Linked DNA regions of Gossypium hirsutum: regions 2 and 3 are each linked to region 1. The links are chromatin contacts, called in public Hi-C maps. All regions are on one chromosome and are shown on one strand. Each heading gives the region's core, a stretch centred on a gene start, on an enhancer-like site or on the middle of the called end of the contact. The rest is flanking DNA. Distances are from core to core; before and after follow the strand shown. Region 1 holds the start of LOC121213541. Region 2 has its middle 37 kb from the start of LOC107951314. Region 3 holds the start of LOC107951192.

Region 1 (5,001 bases), core at 1,632-4,131:
CTATACCATGCAAACTCAAATCAAATCGAGTTTGACCTGAACAAAATATGTTCTGATGCAATGAAAATCGATGATCATGCAAGTCAATGTCGACTCAGTCATCAAGACGAAGATTACTTGATAGTACATTTGATAAATTGGTAATTGAGTAATCAAGCCTCTCTTGCAACATAAACAAACTTGAGATCAATCAAAATACACCATCAACATAAAAGCGCAGCAACTAGCAATAGAAGGAAACATGGCCGGATAATCTCAGACAACACGTAGATGAGACCTAAGATGGATTAATGTTGTGCTTCTATGGAGTCTTATGAAGACCATCTCCAAACTAATTCTGATGATGGAATTTAACAAAGCTGAAAAGATCACCATCTTTCTCATTATTATTTGTGGAACCAAACACCAAAGTAGGATTTGCACCCGGCGAGGAGCCAGTAATAGTCGGAACTCCTAAATTGTTAACCAAAAAAATAAAGCAGGGAAAGTAATTTTAGGGGTAAAATTAACTAACAAAGAAGCAATTTTTTTTTTTTTGGTTCTTGTACAATGAAAAAAACATGAAATTTTGTTGCCAATTGGAAGGAGGAATCAAAAAAGAATCACAAAACAAGATGAACCAATATGATGATTACCTTGACTTGTAATCGAGACTGAAATTAACCAACATAAAAGACCCCCAAAAATAGAAAGACATGTAATTTCTTTGCCCAGTGGAGGGGGTAATTAAAGAAAATACAATAAACAAGATAAACCAAAGTAATATTTGCAAAATACTCAATTTATTACAAGCAGTAAAGTCTCTGTTGCAAAGGTTATTGTGATTGTTCATGACACTATACTCAACCAAGTTATGATTTGCACCCAAGGAGCCAGCAGTAAAGTCTCTGTGGCAAAGGTTATAGTGATTGTTCATGACACCATACTTAGCCAAGTTATGATTTGCACCCAAGGAAGAGCCAGCAGCAGAATTAATCAAAACTACAATTCCAGTTAAAGGTTGTTAATAGTAGTTAGTTTAGCAAGTTAGCGTAGTTTTCAGTTACAGTCTTTGTAAAGCTGAGGTATTACAAGCTAAGTTAATGAAATTATTTGAAGAATTCGCTCAGTTCTTCACAATCTCCTAAATTAACAAGTAAATTTAGAAAGACATGAAAAGACCTTATAATCAAGAGTAAAATTCACCTACACAAAACCCAAAAAAAAAAAAAAAAACTTTAATACCATAAAACACATGTAAATCCTATGCCAATTGTTGGGGGAAAAGAGTGAGAAGTAAATGAGATGAACCGAAATATATGCTGATGAGCGCAAACCTGCAGCAGAGGAACCAACATGATTACCAGTATATGCGGGACCAGTAGCAGTAAAGGCAGTTATACTGGTGTTGTCTTGGTCTGCGAACATGTTACAAGTCTATTAATACAAACACTGAGCAATGTAATCAAGGCGTGGCTCATTTTCTGATCAAAATCAACCATGGAAGGTTGAAAGGTGATTGTTGGAACCGGTACTGATCCCACCAATCCAATAACATTCTATAAACCAGTTCCAGAAGCTCTTGAAACTTGACCACATCCCGCATAATTTTGCGACGCAAACTATCTATGGCCTACAATAAAGAATTGAGTTCAACACTCAATAGAAGATGGGATAATCGAAAATTATTATAAACAACGTAATTAGAATGCCCGGTCAAAAGAAGTAAAGTTATGCCTCTGCAATCGAAGAGAAATGTATTATTCATCTGAATAAAAAAACACCATGGATTTATCAAAAACAGATTGTTAACAAAAATTATAAGCGACAGAGAAACAGTTAATACTAAACAAATTTTCGTACATAGAAGGCCATCAATGCAACGGAGATTTGCCTCGTCCTTTCCAACTCTACTTTCTGAAAAAAAAATTATCATAACAGCAAAATGGGTTTTATTATGCTTATGGGAAAAGCACAATTCATTACTCTTCCTAGTAATTTAGGAAGTTTTAGGAGATTTGAAGGTTTCCATGATAAAAAATAATCCTTAGATATAGTATATCCAAGACCAACCATATGATCCAAACTAATTTATGATTGTTTAAGCTAATTTTTATTACTGTAATGAAACCATATTAGTGTAAAAAGAGAGAAGAACGGGTGTGGACCATGGTGTGAAGGTCTGTCCTTAGTATTTGGTTATCATCTTTCAAAGATTGGAGCTTTCCATGGTACTCGATTCCCTTTTTAGCTTGGTACTCCAGCTCCATTTTGGTCCTTTTGTGATTAGCTTGCAATTTTAAGAACTCTTGGTCTCGTTCCAAATGCATCATCTTTAGTTATAAAAGATACGAAACAAAGATTAATTATTTAACTGATTAAAGAGATAAATAAAATAAGGGAAAAAAGAAACCGATGATGGGTTAATTAATTACTGTACTTTCTTTTTTAGTCGAGACCATCTACAGCTCGCATTATGTCTCTGCTTCTCAGCTTGAGTTTTCTGTTTCTGGCTTTGGGCCTCAATCTCCTCTCCTTCAGCACCATCTATACCCTCCATTTGCGGCGGACACTGTTTTCTTCAAGTCATTTCCTTTAGCTAAGAACAAAATGAAGAAAGAAACTGATGATCTGAAAGTTTGAAGGCAGCCTCCAAGGTTTCAGTTTTATACGAGCGGAAGGTTCCCTCACTACCACTGCCTGTCAATGTTCGAACTGCCATCTCTGTCTATTTACTCCGCCGCTTTGACCACTTCTTCAACAGTCCGCGCGATGTCTTTCTTTTGCTTTTATAGTCGCACCATCGTTTGAAAAGTAATTCAATTTAATCCTTTTAAATTTAAAATAATGGTATTTAAAAAATGATTTTTTTATGAGAGGAGCAACTAGTCTGGGAAATGCTCGGTCCATTACATCATTATGTAACACATGCACAACTTATGCAATATTAACAATTCTAAAAAAAATAAAAAATTAGCCCCTTTAACAAATGAATGACCCCTTGCAAGGGTTGACCAAAGAATTGTAGTAGTTTTTCCATGATCCTCAAGTTCGCCTTAGTTCGCCACAAAATTTCTTTATTGAGGAGTAAAACGCAAATCAAGTCTGCATTCACGTCGCATCAAGTCCCTCACAATTGATACAAGACAGTACAATGGATGCATAACACCAACATCATAATTGATCATGGTGACAGATGTCAAATAATCAATTTCGACACCCACATATCTATACCTTTTAATCTGAGCCATTTGTTGCCCTTGGTAGAGTCCCCAAAGCTCGACAAAATCAATACAATATTTTCCATGAAATGCTTGGAAGCCACCAAACCAATTACCATAACCATCCCTAAGGACCCCTTGCATCAACAACCTCTTGAATATTATAGCTTTCACTTATATTCAGTTTCACAAATAGGGGCGAAGTCAGAAAATTTTTTTAGAGAGGCCGGATAAAATTTTAATTTTTTATAGTTTATATTTTTATAATTTATAAATGATTAAATTAAATTTTTATAAATTTAGGGGGGCTCAAAGTGCAATTTTACTTTTACTAATTTAAAATTTTTAAAAAAATTCAAGGGCCTAAAATGAAATTTTCCATTTCAGGGGGGGCCGGGGCCCATGCCAGCCCCCTGGCTACGCCCCTATTCACAAATCGATCAATCAGTTTTTTCTCAAACTCTTCTTCTATAGAGGATAAACCCAATTAAACAACAAATAAAATAAAGAAAATAAGAATCGAAAATATCGAACACGTAAATATTACGTGAAAAAACTCCTCAATGTCAAGTTAAGGTTATAGAGTATTACAGTACAATTGAACAATTAACATCACATAGAATAATAATCAATTTAAAATATTAACATTAAATTTCAATATTCATTGATAGCATAAATACCTTTAGGGCCTTAAACCAAGCCTACGGGGCCTTTAAAATAGTTTGGGAACAATCAGGGACTAATTTGAAATGAAACATAAAATTTTAGAAAAATATGAAAATTTTAGAAATAGAGGTCACACGGCTGTGTGATAAAGCCCAGGCCATGTGGCTTAGAAACATGGCTGTGTGGCTAATCGTGTACAATTTGAAATATGGGACACACGACCATGTTCTAGCTCGTGTGTCTGCCCGTGTATATATTCGAAATAAGGTCACATGGCCGTGTTACTCTTTGAGAACGTGTGGATCAACCTGCACTTAAAATTAAAATGACACACGGCTATGTAGGGAGACCGTATATGGCACACGGCTGTATGATAGCCCGTGTCCTAGGCCGTGTGCTTCCAAAATGACCCCTAATGCAAGCCAATTCATCAACCCTTTCTTAAACACCAAGACCAACCAATTCTAACCATTTTTCCTATTCAAATTTGCATTAAACACACCATAATACACCAACAGCAATAAACTTCAATGCCTAACCAATATACCCTCATTGGTACCACAAAATAAACATCCAAACAAACACATTCTCAATACTTACAAAACATTACCTTAAAGTTGTGCCATTTCCTCCTTTTCATCACAATTACTAACCATATCTCAAGTAATCACAATAGACACTTAACAATAACTAAAAGCACTCCAAGTCTCAAACATAACCCAAAGATACCAAACATATATATACAACCACAAAGCTTACTCAAACTCGCTTATAAACAACAACATCATAAACAAAATAAGTTAAAGGCTCCTAGTACATGACATTTATAACCTGACATCAAAATAACCAAAACTTCTATCGAGATGAAGAATGGATAGTCTGTATGTGTTCCGACTTGATTCTAACCGAACAAACTTTTTGATGATTTACAGAAAAAGAAGACAACTATCGTAAGCAACTAATGCTTAGTAAATTTGTAAAAATCATAAACATGAACTTATCAAATAGACACAATTCATACTGTGAAAAATAAAATAAAATAAAGAACACACAAATTTTACGTGGAAACCCTTTCAGGAAAAAAACCACGGGCAGAGGAGAAGAAAATTCACTATTTCGAAAAATTTGAATCAAA
Region 2 (5,001 bases), core at 890-3,389, 210 kb after region 1:
CAAGTTTATCATAATTTGAATTTGAATCTGCATTATTAAGATTATCAAGATCTCTTTCTTCTATGTACTCTATGAAGTATGTATCATCTCAATTCCACCTATAATTGAAGTTATATAATGCACAACATGCTAGTACAATCCAACCATGTTTTTTTTGTGCTATACTAAGGTAGTGGTATTAATATGAGAAATATATATATTTTTACAATAACAAATGTCTTCTTAACCACATTTTGAAGCCTTAAATGTCTCAAAATAAAGAGTTTGTCAGCTATCTATGTTGTTTATATCTTACACCATTCTCTTAAATGGTAATATACCCCATGCAATGGTGTAAGAAAACTTTTTATATTTGCATAATTAGCATAAACTTTAATATAAAAACTTATATAAAATTAATTTGGAGAAAAAATTATACTGTGTTATAACCCATTTTATAATATGTAAATTAAGTAAAAAATAATATAAATTTATAATATATAATCTTTATAAAAAAAAAGTTTTATAAACTTTCATAACACTTCTTATAAATAATATAATTTTTTCATAACTTCAAAAATTTAATTTTTTTTAAATAAGTTATGATAAAAAAACTATAACATATTCTTTTTATGATTAAGTATATTATTTTTATAATATATATAGCACTGACACATAAATAATAAATATACTATAACACTTCTAAAACATTAAGATTTAAGTAATATATTTTTTATTATAACTTTATAAAATACACAAAATATTTTTATAATATAATTTTTTAAGATTTATAACATAATAATTTTTTGACCATAACCGTTCCAAAACACACACGTGTTCATGTTTATAATATAATTTTTATAACTTGTATAAAAACATTTTGTTAAAAATTGGATTTCGGTGTAATTACACCAATTCTCACTATCTTCCTAAGAATTGGAAAATGTAATTAGGTACTTAAATTAAACCTAATTTGGCGGGACCCACTAATTACAATGGTCACTCAAATATATCACCATTCTACAATTACAAGTAATTATGTCCAAATCCAATTAGTAGGTACCTTTCTAGATAATACCTTAAAATTTTGAATTAAGTTGATTTGTAGACAATTTTGAAAGGTTTATTTTTCATCAATGGAGAAACTTTTTATTAAGAAAATTATCACAGTGAATGTTAATTGATTTTTTTTTTAATTTCACTAAAAATCTTATCACACGTGTATACATGTGGAAACTACAGATTTAGAATATAAATGTATGTTTAAAAAAATATAAAAGAAATAATGAAATGTATTGTTTGAAACTAATTAATAACAACAAATGAAATATGTACATTATTTAAATTATTTATCATAGTGTTGTTATCAATTTTGAGTCAGTATCAAGTTAACTTGTGACATCAACTCAATTAAATATATTTTTAATATACAAAATTGATGGAGATAATAAAGTGTGCATTATAAAATTACAATATATAAAAATATCAAAATAAAGTTTTATTTGAATGATAAGTTAAAAGTTTTACTAATACAATTGATATGAATTCAACTTTCACCTTATACATTTTTTATTAATTTTTTTAAAATAAAAATATTAAAATGCTCTTGAATAATAATACTTATTTTAATTATGAAAAATATTCGCATAAATTTTTATCCAAATTGAGAACCATAATTGAGAGTGACTGTGGCATAGGCATGTTGAGAGAAAGAAGTTGAAATGGAATCGTTAGTATACAAAAAATCGAACTCGCAAATTTGGTAGAATTCTTTACACGCAGTTTAATGCAGGGAGACCTTGAAGCAAAATGGAGTACGGAAAATTGATGCCAGCACTGGCAAAATAAGGGCCACTTGTGTGACCCTTATGGCATTTCATGTTGAAACGTAGTTCATAGGTTTATCTATGGTAGAATTAGTGTTAATTCAATTTCAATCTAAATATCTGCTTCAAGAGGAAGAATTTATATTGAAAATAAGCTTTTTATGATCGTATAACAAGCAGTCAAATATGGAAGTTCAAGCTTCTTTTTTTTCTTCATTTTGTCTGCAGTTTGCAGTAGCTTTAAAATGGAAGGAGAGAAATTAAAGATGATGAAGAAGGCCTGGTGGTCTAAAATGGTACCTTGTTAGTTTGCTTCAATTGTGGGCTTCGTACTCTTTGCTATGCTGGAAACCAGGCCCTTCCATGGCCAGACCACCAACCACGTGGGTTTACTTTTTGACCCACCATTTGGTCTCCAATAGAAATGACAATGAGTCAATCAAACATAACATAATTGATGAAATTATTTAAACAAAAATAAAATATTAAAGTAAAAAGTATATATATTATAAATATGAGTTAGTATTTGATATATTAGTAGTGTATTTTTCTATAACACAAGTAGTCTTAAGAAATTTTCATGTGTTTTTTTTAAATATTTATTTTTTAAAAATATTTTACTATAACTTTATAAAATACTTATCAACTTCTTAAACCTACTTGTAGAGTCTAAAAACTCCATTAGCAGTACATCAAATATTTTTTTATAATAATATTTATTTTTTGGGTTAGTATCCTGTTCATTGCAAAAAATAGAATTTAGTATATGACACATGTCTATTTTAATTTATTTTTAAGATTCTCTTAAAACATATAATGATATTTCGCCGTTATTAGTAAAATTTTCTAACTCCACTAACAATGGACCAAAAGATTTCCATTTTATTTTTTTAAAAATTATAATCTATATAAATAAAATATGAAAATTAGAGGAAAATGGAAAATGGAATATTAAACATTTCTTTACTGTGTTTATGAAAATCTATAAATAGATTTAATTCCCATACATTTGCATGAGTTAGTTGTAAGAAGCTTAAGTGGTAGAGGAAATGTGGTCCCTTAGAGTAGGTTAATGTTGGCGCCGGCCTCTACTAATGGCAAATCATATTCATATTACACTCTTCCTATCCTATTCTCTACTAATGGCCTCTTATAGTGCCTTTGGTATTCATGGCATGTGGTATAAAATAGTATCGTGCTATCACATGAAATTATTGGTTACTTAGCTTTTATTCATTCAAATTCCATTTTAATGTATTTATTCCGTTTATTTATGATTTTTTATTTTAAATTAATTGAAACTTAATTAAAAATAAATAATTTTATTTTTATTTAAATATATCGAAATCCAATTAATATTGCACCATCTAATCCGATATGAATAAATAACTAAAATAACCAACTACAAAAAATTATCCACTTGAATTTTTATAAATTATTTTTAAATATAAAGTATTTTTAAATATAAAGTAAATTCAATACAATAAGTTATCTTTTTTAAGAATATATGACAATCTTCATATGAATTATTTGAAAAAAAAACAAAAAATGAAAAAAGTATGATATATGAAAATTCAATTAAAAATGTCAAAATAAATAAATTTTAAAAAATTAATTATATGAAATATTTTTTATAACAAAATTTAATATAATGATTTTTATAGTCCAAGTTCCAAAGCCTAAATTCTTTTTCTATAAGGCATCACAATTTTAACCGCTCATAGCAAAAATTTCTTGTCAAGTTAGCTTGATCAAAATGAAATGAATACCGGAAAAATTGATAATGTTTAAAATTTAAAGTAAATTATAAAATTAAAATAGTAAAGCATAATGTCCATTGAATTAGAAGAAAATGTCAATTTTAAAAAATATTTAAGGTTTTAGGTTTTTTTTCATATTTAACGAAATAGATTGATTTTGGAGAGAGAAACAACATACACATATAGGGCGCACTTTCCTACCACCTCAGCTAAAAACGAGTCCTGCTAGACGCCTTTTCGTCCAACAGTATCTTTTCCCAACAATAAAATATCCAATGGCAAAATTTTTTCAAACGAGTAAAAACGGTTAGTTTATTTGCTATATAAACCTAAGTCATTTTATTTCTTTTGCATTTAAATCATATTCTCTCAATTCTCACAACTATTTAGTTCTCAATTTTTTATTCACTTTCTTTCAAATTATTGTTGTTCTAATTTTATATTTCGTAATTTATTAGATTTTTATAATGGCAATTCCACTTATTCATTTGGAAGACAAACACATTTTCGGCGTCCAATTACAAATGGTAAGAAAATATTATTAAATTATTAAATTTTAATTAAGTTCATTATTAAGTTGTTAAAATTATTAATTTTATAATTTTTTTATGTTTATATAATCAGACCGAAAATCAAATTTTAGAGACGTACATGTAGCTCCCCATTCCCAATCCTTAAGGCGGATCAAGGAATGGTGTGTTACAGCCTTTGGGTTTAGGGTTTTAGGGTTTAAGGTTTAAGATTTTAGGGTTTAGGGTAAGTTTATAAAACTTAGTGAATTCTAAGGTAATATTAGAATGTTTATACGTCACACATACAGAGGGACTCCTCCCAACTCAGTGAGACTTACACTTTTCCCATTGGCGAAGATATCACACAGACTGACTTCATATAGAACGCCTACTGGTGAATACCGAACTTGCACAGATTTTAACAGAGTAAGACTCACTTTGGCACATACACTACGCCTATGCATTCATGCAAACAACCTCCTTCACGCTAGCCACAAACCCTAGTCCATGTTTAGAGATTGTCACATTAATTCCTTTTTCCCTTGTTACGCTTTGCCAATCTTGTTTGCATTATACTTGCCCTACCAGAGGTTACATAACATCTATCGCGATCTACTAGTTCAATGGATCTTGCAATGAAGGCAATGCCTAGAGCTGATCATGGGCTGGGCGGCCCGGCCTAGCCCGAAGGTCCGCCCAAAAAATGAGAGGGTTTGGGTAAAAATATAGGCCCGAAAAATGGGCTTGGGTAAAAAAACGAGGCCCGTTTAGAAAACGGGCCGGGCCTCGGGTAAGAGTTTTTTGGCCTGGGCCCAGCTCGGCCCGGCCTGAATTATATATTAATATATTTTTTATTTTATTTTTAATCATTTTAAATTTTTAATATAACCATTTTTTATTATATTGTCAATTTGTGTATTGTTT
Region 3 (5,001 bases), core at 1,219-3,718, 170 kb before region 1:
AATTGTACTCAGTCCCTATACTCTTTGTTCATTTAAAATTTAATGTCTTTACTTTTAATATTAAGAATTTAATCCTTTTATTTTTTGTTTAATAATATGTTTTTTGAAGTTACATGTAAGATACAACAGTTCCAATCAAAACATATGGCAGAAATTCGAATCTAAGCATTCAAATTTTCAAAGTCTCGACTTTACCAATACAACCAACGTTTTATTAGATCATGTGTCGTGTCATTAATTGAACTTTGATTATTAAATTAAAAGAATAGAAAAACTAAACTTCTAAAATTAAAAAGTAAAAATACTAAAATTTAAATATACAAAAATACAGGGACTAAAAAAAGAATTAAACCTTTTTTTCTCAACTTTTTCACCTGCTCGCGCGAAAATTTCTCTCGATACCGTTTTCCTAATTTCTTTTTAAAAATCTACTTTTAGATTTAGAATATATCATAAAATTGGTATCACCATGCAATCCGACATCAAATTCGATTCTTTTATATAAAATTAACTTTTATTACTTGAAGCTAGTCTAATTTTTTATTTAACAAATATAAAAATATACATATAGTAGAACTTAAATTTTTGTTTGATAATTAGATTAGTAAAACTTTAAATTTTTTTATTCAATTAAAGTTTTATTTTAATATTTATACATTTTAATTTTAATATGTACATTTTATTAATTCCATTAATTATATTTACACTATTATTTCAGTTTATGATCGAATTGGTGTCACAAATCAACCGAACACCAACTCAGTTAGAGAATTTACTCTGATGTCTTTCTATATTTAAAATAAATTTTATTATTCGAGAATACTTTATTTTTTTATTTTTCTAAAAAAATCAATAAAAATTTACATATAATAAAATTTAAACTCATGACAATTGAATTAATAAAACTTTAATATTTATTAAAATTAAAAATAATAGCATAAAATAATATATATTAACTGAAATGATTAAGTTAGTATCACCTTTAAATTAGATTCCAACCCAATTAAAAAATTATCAAAAACTCGTTTATTTTATAAAATAAAAAACATTATTTTAATAACATTTATGTCATTTTGTATTTTGATAAATCTAAAAATATTATATATAGAGAGAGAGACATGAGGAGATTATGAAATGTGAATAGATGACATCATAAGTTTCACATTTAATTTTTAAAATAATTTTTTTATAAATTTCTTAGGTGAATATTTTCACTCAACTCTTGAATTAAAATAATAGCACATTCCAATCAATATTCTTTTGAATATTATAATAATAAAAATATTAATTAAATTAAAACTTAATTTTTTTTAAATTACTACAAGAATAGCGACATCGCTAATATTTACTTAGCAAATCAAAATAATTATTTTAAATTTAAATTATGGCATTTAAAAATGAATTCATTAACTAATTTAATAAATTCAGTTTATGCATAAAAATAGAAAATAGAAAATATATTTAAAGTGTTATTGAGTTTCATTAAAATTTGTGAGGTCCAAATAGATTTGAATTAAACATGACTATTCATCACCGTTTTGTCTTATCTATGATATTTTTATTAATTTAACCTTCAAATTACACATTATCGCATGATACATCATTTATTTTTGTGGTCTTACATTACCTAAACAAACTTCAATAAATATTTTAAATTCTACATTTTTTATTTTCTTAAATGATTTTATTTGCCTGTGGGACTGTGCTATAATTTTGGGTGAAATTTATGATTTTGTTTGACTTTATTTTCAAATTTTTCTATATTCAAATTTAAGAAATTAAATTTTGGTTGCTTTCCTTTTATAATTGAATTTTTTTAGCCTTCCAACTTTATAAAAAAATTTTACTTTAACTCTACATTTAATTTTTTCTTTTTTTAACTTTTGAGCTTATATTTTTTGTTAAATCATTTTAAAATGAGTAAAAAAGTTAATGTTTATTAACTTTGATGACATGATATACGTAGATTACCACATAAATGACCCGTCAACATTTAATTAATTTTTAAAAATATTTTTGTTTATAGTTTTTATTAATTTTTTATTTTTTTAAATAGTTGTTATAATTTTAAAATTTTTAAATTTAAAAAATAATTAAATACTGATATTTCATACATGTGGATGTCATGTCAATAAGGTTAAAAAAACATTAACATTTCTTTTCATTTAGAGGTAATTTAACAAAAAAACTCAAGTTTAAAGGTTAAAAAGGTAAAAATAAATAAATGAAAGGATTTTTTTTTAAGTTGGAGGACCAAATAAATCATTATATATTTAAAATTTAATTTGAATTTTTACAAACTAAATACTTTAGTTTTTTTTATGTAATATTTAGTTTATTCTTTTAATTTTTTTGTTTGAATATTCAATTTTTTTCTCTTGACTCTGATTTTTTAATCATTTTATTTTTTAATAATAAAAATATATAAAACATTAATAATTAAAAAAATATGAGACAAATAAAAAATTTATAGTTTTTTTTAGTAGAAATGACTGATATTTATTAAGCACACGACTCAAGGTGGGTAGGCAAAAGTTTACAGCAAAAAACAAAATGAAAAGACAACACAGCAGCAGGCCAAACGGCCAAAAACAACTAAAAACCGCACACTGGAAAAACAAAACCATAAATGCAAGTGATCCAAAACCACCCTAAACCAAAACCAAGACAGTTCACAATCAGAATACCAGCCGAAACAACTTCCTCCTCCTACGTTAAAAGACGATCTAGAGATGAGTAAAAGGAAACCCAAAAGCTTTGAGTCCAGCCATGGAGATTCAGAGAACCTTCTCCACAATTAAAGCAATCTACAATGAACTTTGGTGTCTCTGTGTCCAAACCATCCAATCATTTTCCACTATCATCTTTACTGAAACCGGAACCCCGTCAACCCAAATACTAGAACTTTGTCTTCTCCTTCCTTCGATTGCCAAAGTATGGGCCGCTCTATTGACCAGTCGGGGAACAAAAAGGTAACTAACTTCTTCAAAGCAATTTTCCAAATTACGAATATGATGAATAATAGATCTAAGAATCGATTTATCTTCTTCCTTTATCTTAAGTTTTTTTTTATGACCGTTAGAGAATCCCTTTCCACAACCAAGCACCGGAAACCCATTCTAAAAGCAAAGAGCAAAGCCCTTTCACATGCCCTTGCTTCAGCCACGAACGCGTCGACAACGTCCTCAAATAGATAAGTTTCTGCTCCTACAATTTCTCCTTTAGAACCTCTAGCCAAAATTGTTGTTGTAAAAGTTCTAGAGTCACTTTGAAAGGTTGTGTTAAAATTTAATTTGATAAAACCCAAATCTGGAGGACTCCAAAATTCTTTCGGAAGAGATCTACAAGAAACTCCCAGCTCTTGGCATAGACTTATTTCTTGACCATAGCCTCGAATGAAACCTAACAGATCCTGCAAAGAAAATTTAACACCTTCATGAATCAACTTATTTCTTCTGTACCATAGAGCCCATAGGAAAATTGCAATAAGTTGTTTATTCTGTTCATCTGCTACAAAGAAAGTATTAACAAAATGATTTTTGCAGTTTAAAGTGCTATCGATTGGAGCAATTCTGATTTGAAGGGACGCCCAGACACTCTGTAGTATACCATAGGACCACAGAAGATGATTAGTATCTTCTGGAGCTTCCTTACAAAGATGACAATCAACTTCATCTGTAACGCCCCTAACCCGAATTCGTCACCGGAATAAAGTTACGGAGCATTACCGGAGTTACCGATTTATTTATTAGATATTTTATTTCATCTAACGTTCATATTTGAACAAATTAAAATCAATCATATTGTGCCTTAAACATACTTATTTTTCTCGACATGTTTTACTTGAATTTATTACTTGTCTCAATATACTTAATTTCCTTGTATCAACATATCAAAAATAATCACATATTGACATATCATGATAAATATCATTCTTTAGTCATTTCTTCAAAAACATAAATAAGGTAAATCATTATATCGATATTTCATGCATTTAAAAATAAAATTATTACAATTTAATCTTTATTTCCAGTCGTTATTCTCATACAAATTGATAACAACCCATATATTTTATAAATTATCAGAATTTTTCATAATTTCAACACTTTTCAATTTAATCCTTAAAACATGTTTTTTCCCGATCTTGAACTAAATTAATAATTTTATTCAATTTTGTAATTTTAAATAATAAAATAATCCGCTTCATGCAAATTGATCATTTCTAACATTTTTACAAAATTATTCATAAAGTTTTACTTTTATTTAATTTAGTCCCTGAGCCTAAAACATGCAAATTAGTTATGCTAGTTGAATATTCATACATATTTTTCTCCTCCTCCTCTCCATTCCACATCCTTAATTTATATAATATGCTTATAAGTAACATTATCTATAATTTCACTATTTACTTATATGTATATTCAAAGCTGTCCATTTGAGTCATAGTCACTAAATTATCTATATCTTGAGCTACAGAACTCCAAATTAAGATCCGTTAATTTTACCTGAAATTAGACTCACATTTATTCTTACCATAAAATTTTTATAATTTTTGGTTTAGCCAATTAGTACAGTTTATTCATTAAATTATCCCCTGTTTTGCTATTTGACAGTTCTGACCACTCTTCACTAAATTTTAATTATCTCTTTAAATGATGTTATCATTTGTTTCTTATAAAAATAAACTAATTAAGGAATCTAACCATGTAAATTATGTCCCAAAATTATTTTTTTATAATTTTTAATGATTTTTTAAAGTCAGAATAGGGGATCTCTAAATCATTCTGAACCAGTCTCACAAAAATATAAATATATCAGAATACAGAATTCCTTTACTTTCTCTATTTCTTGTATATGAAAATAGACTCAATAAGCTTTAATTCCATATCTCACTTAGCTTCTAATTAAATTTATACCATTTTTGTGATTTTTAAAAGTTAGCCTATTGTTGCTGTCCAAAACTACTTTAGTGCAATATATTGATTACCAAGTTTATAACAC

What was found. Hi-C and Micro-C count contacts between places; a contact is called where the count stands out from the background.
Region 2: a contact with region 1 is called in a Hi-C map of leaf, with 3 times the contacts expected there. The contact joins the enhancer-like site here to the promoter of LOC121213541 in region 1. A contact is called at or near these places in 2 of 34 Hi-C or Micro-C datasets (both in leaf).
Region 3: a contact with region 1 is called in a Hi-C map of callus, with 4 times the contacts expected there. The contact joins the promoter of LOC107951192 here to the promoter of LOC121213541 in region 1. A contact is called at or near these places in 2 of 34 Hi-C or Micro-C datasets (callus and leaf).

Annotation. Positions count from the first base shown.
Region 1 is chrA02:43,541,648-43,546,648 of Gossypium_hirsutum_v2.1, forward strand. LOC121213541 reads right to left here and starts at 2,882. Exons shown (of 3, transcript XM_041086331.1): 1 at 2,420-2,882; 2 at 2,148-2,312; 3 at 75-1,612. The coding sequence starts at 2,539. The coding sequence ends at 1,457.
Region 2 is chrA02:43,749,287-43,754,287 of Gossypium_hirsutum_v2.1, forward strand. No RefSeq gene overlaps it. Among protein-coding and RNA genes, the nearest start is that of LOC107951314, 37 kb to the left of the region's middle. Within about 2 kb of position 2,140, at least 5 of the 9 cell types and tissues checked have an H3K27ac peak or open chromatin away from gene starts, as enhancers often do. A contact at or near this core is called in leaf, where this site is marked.
Region 3 is chrA02:43,370,957-43,375,957 of Gossypium_hirsutum_v2.1, forward strand. LOC107951192 reads left to right here and starts at 2,469. Exons shown (of 2, transcript XR_005908964.1): 1 at 2,469-2,972; 2 at 3,063-3,732. LOC107951193 reads right to left here and starts at 19. Exons shown (of 8, transcript XM_016886136.2): 1 at 1-19.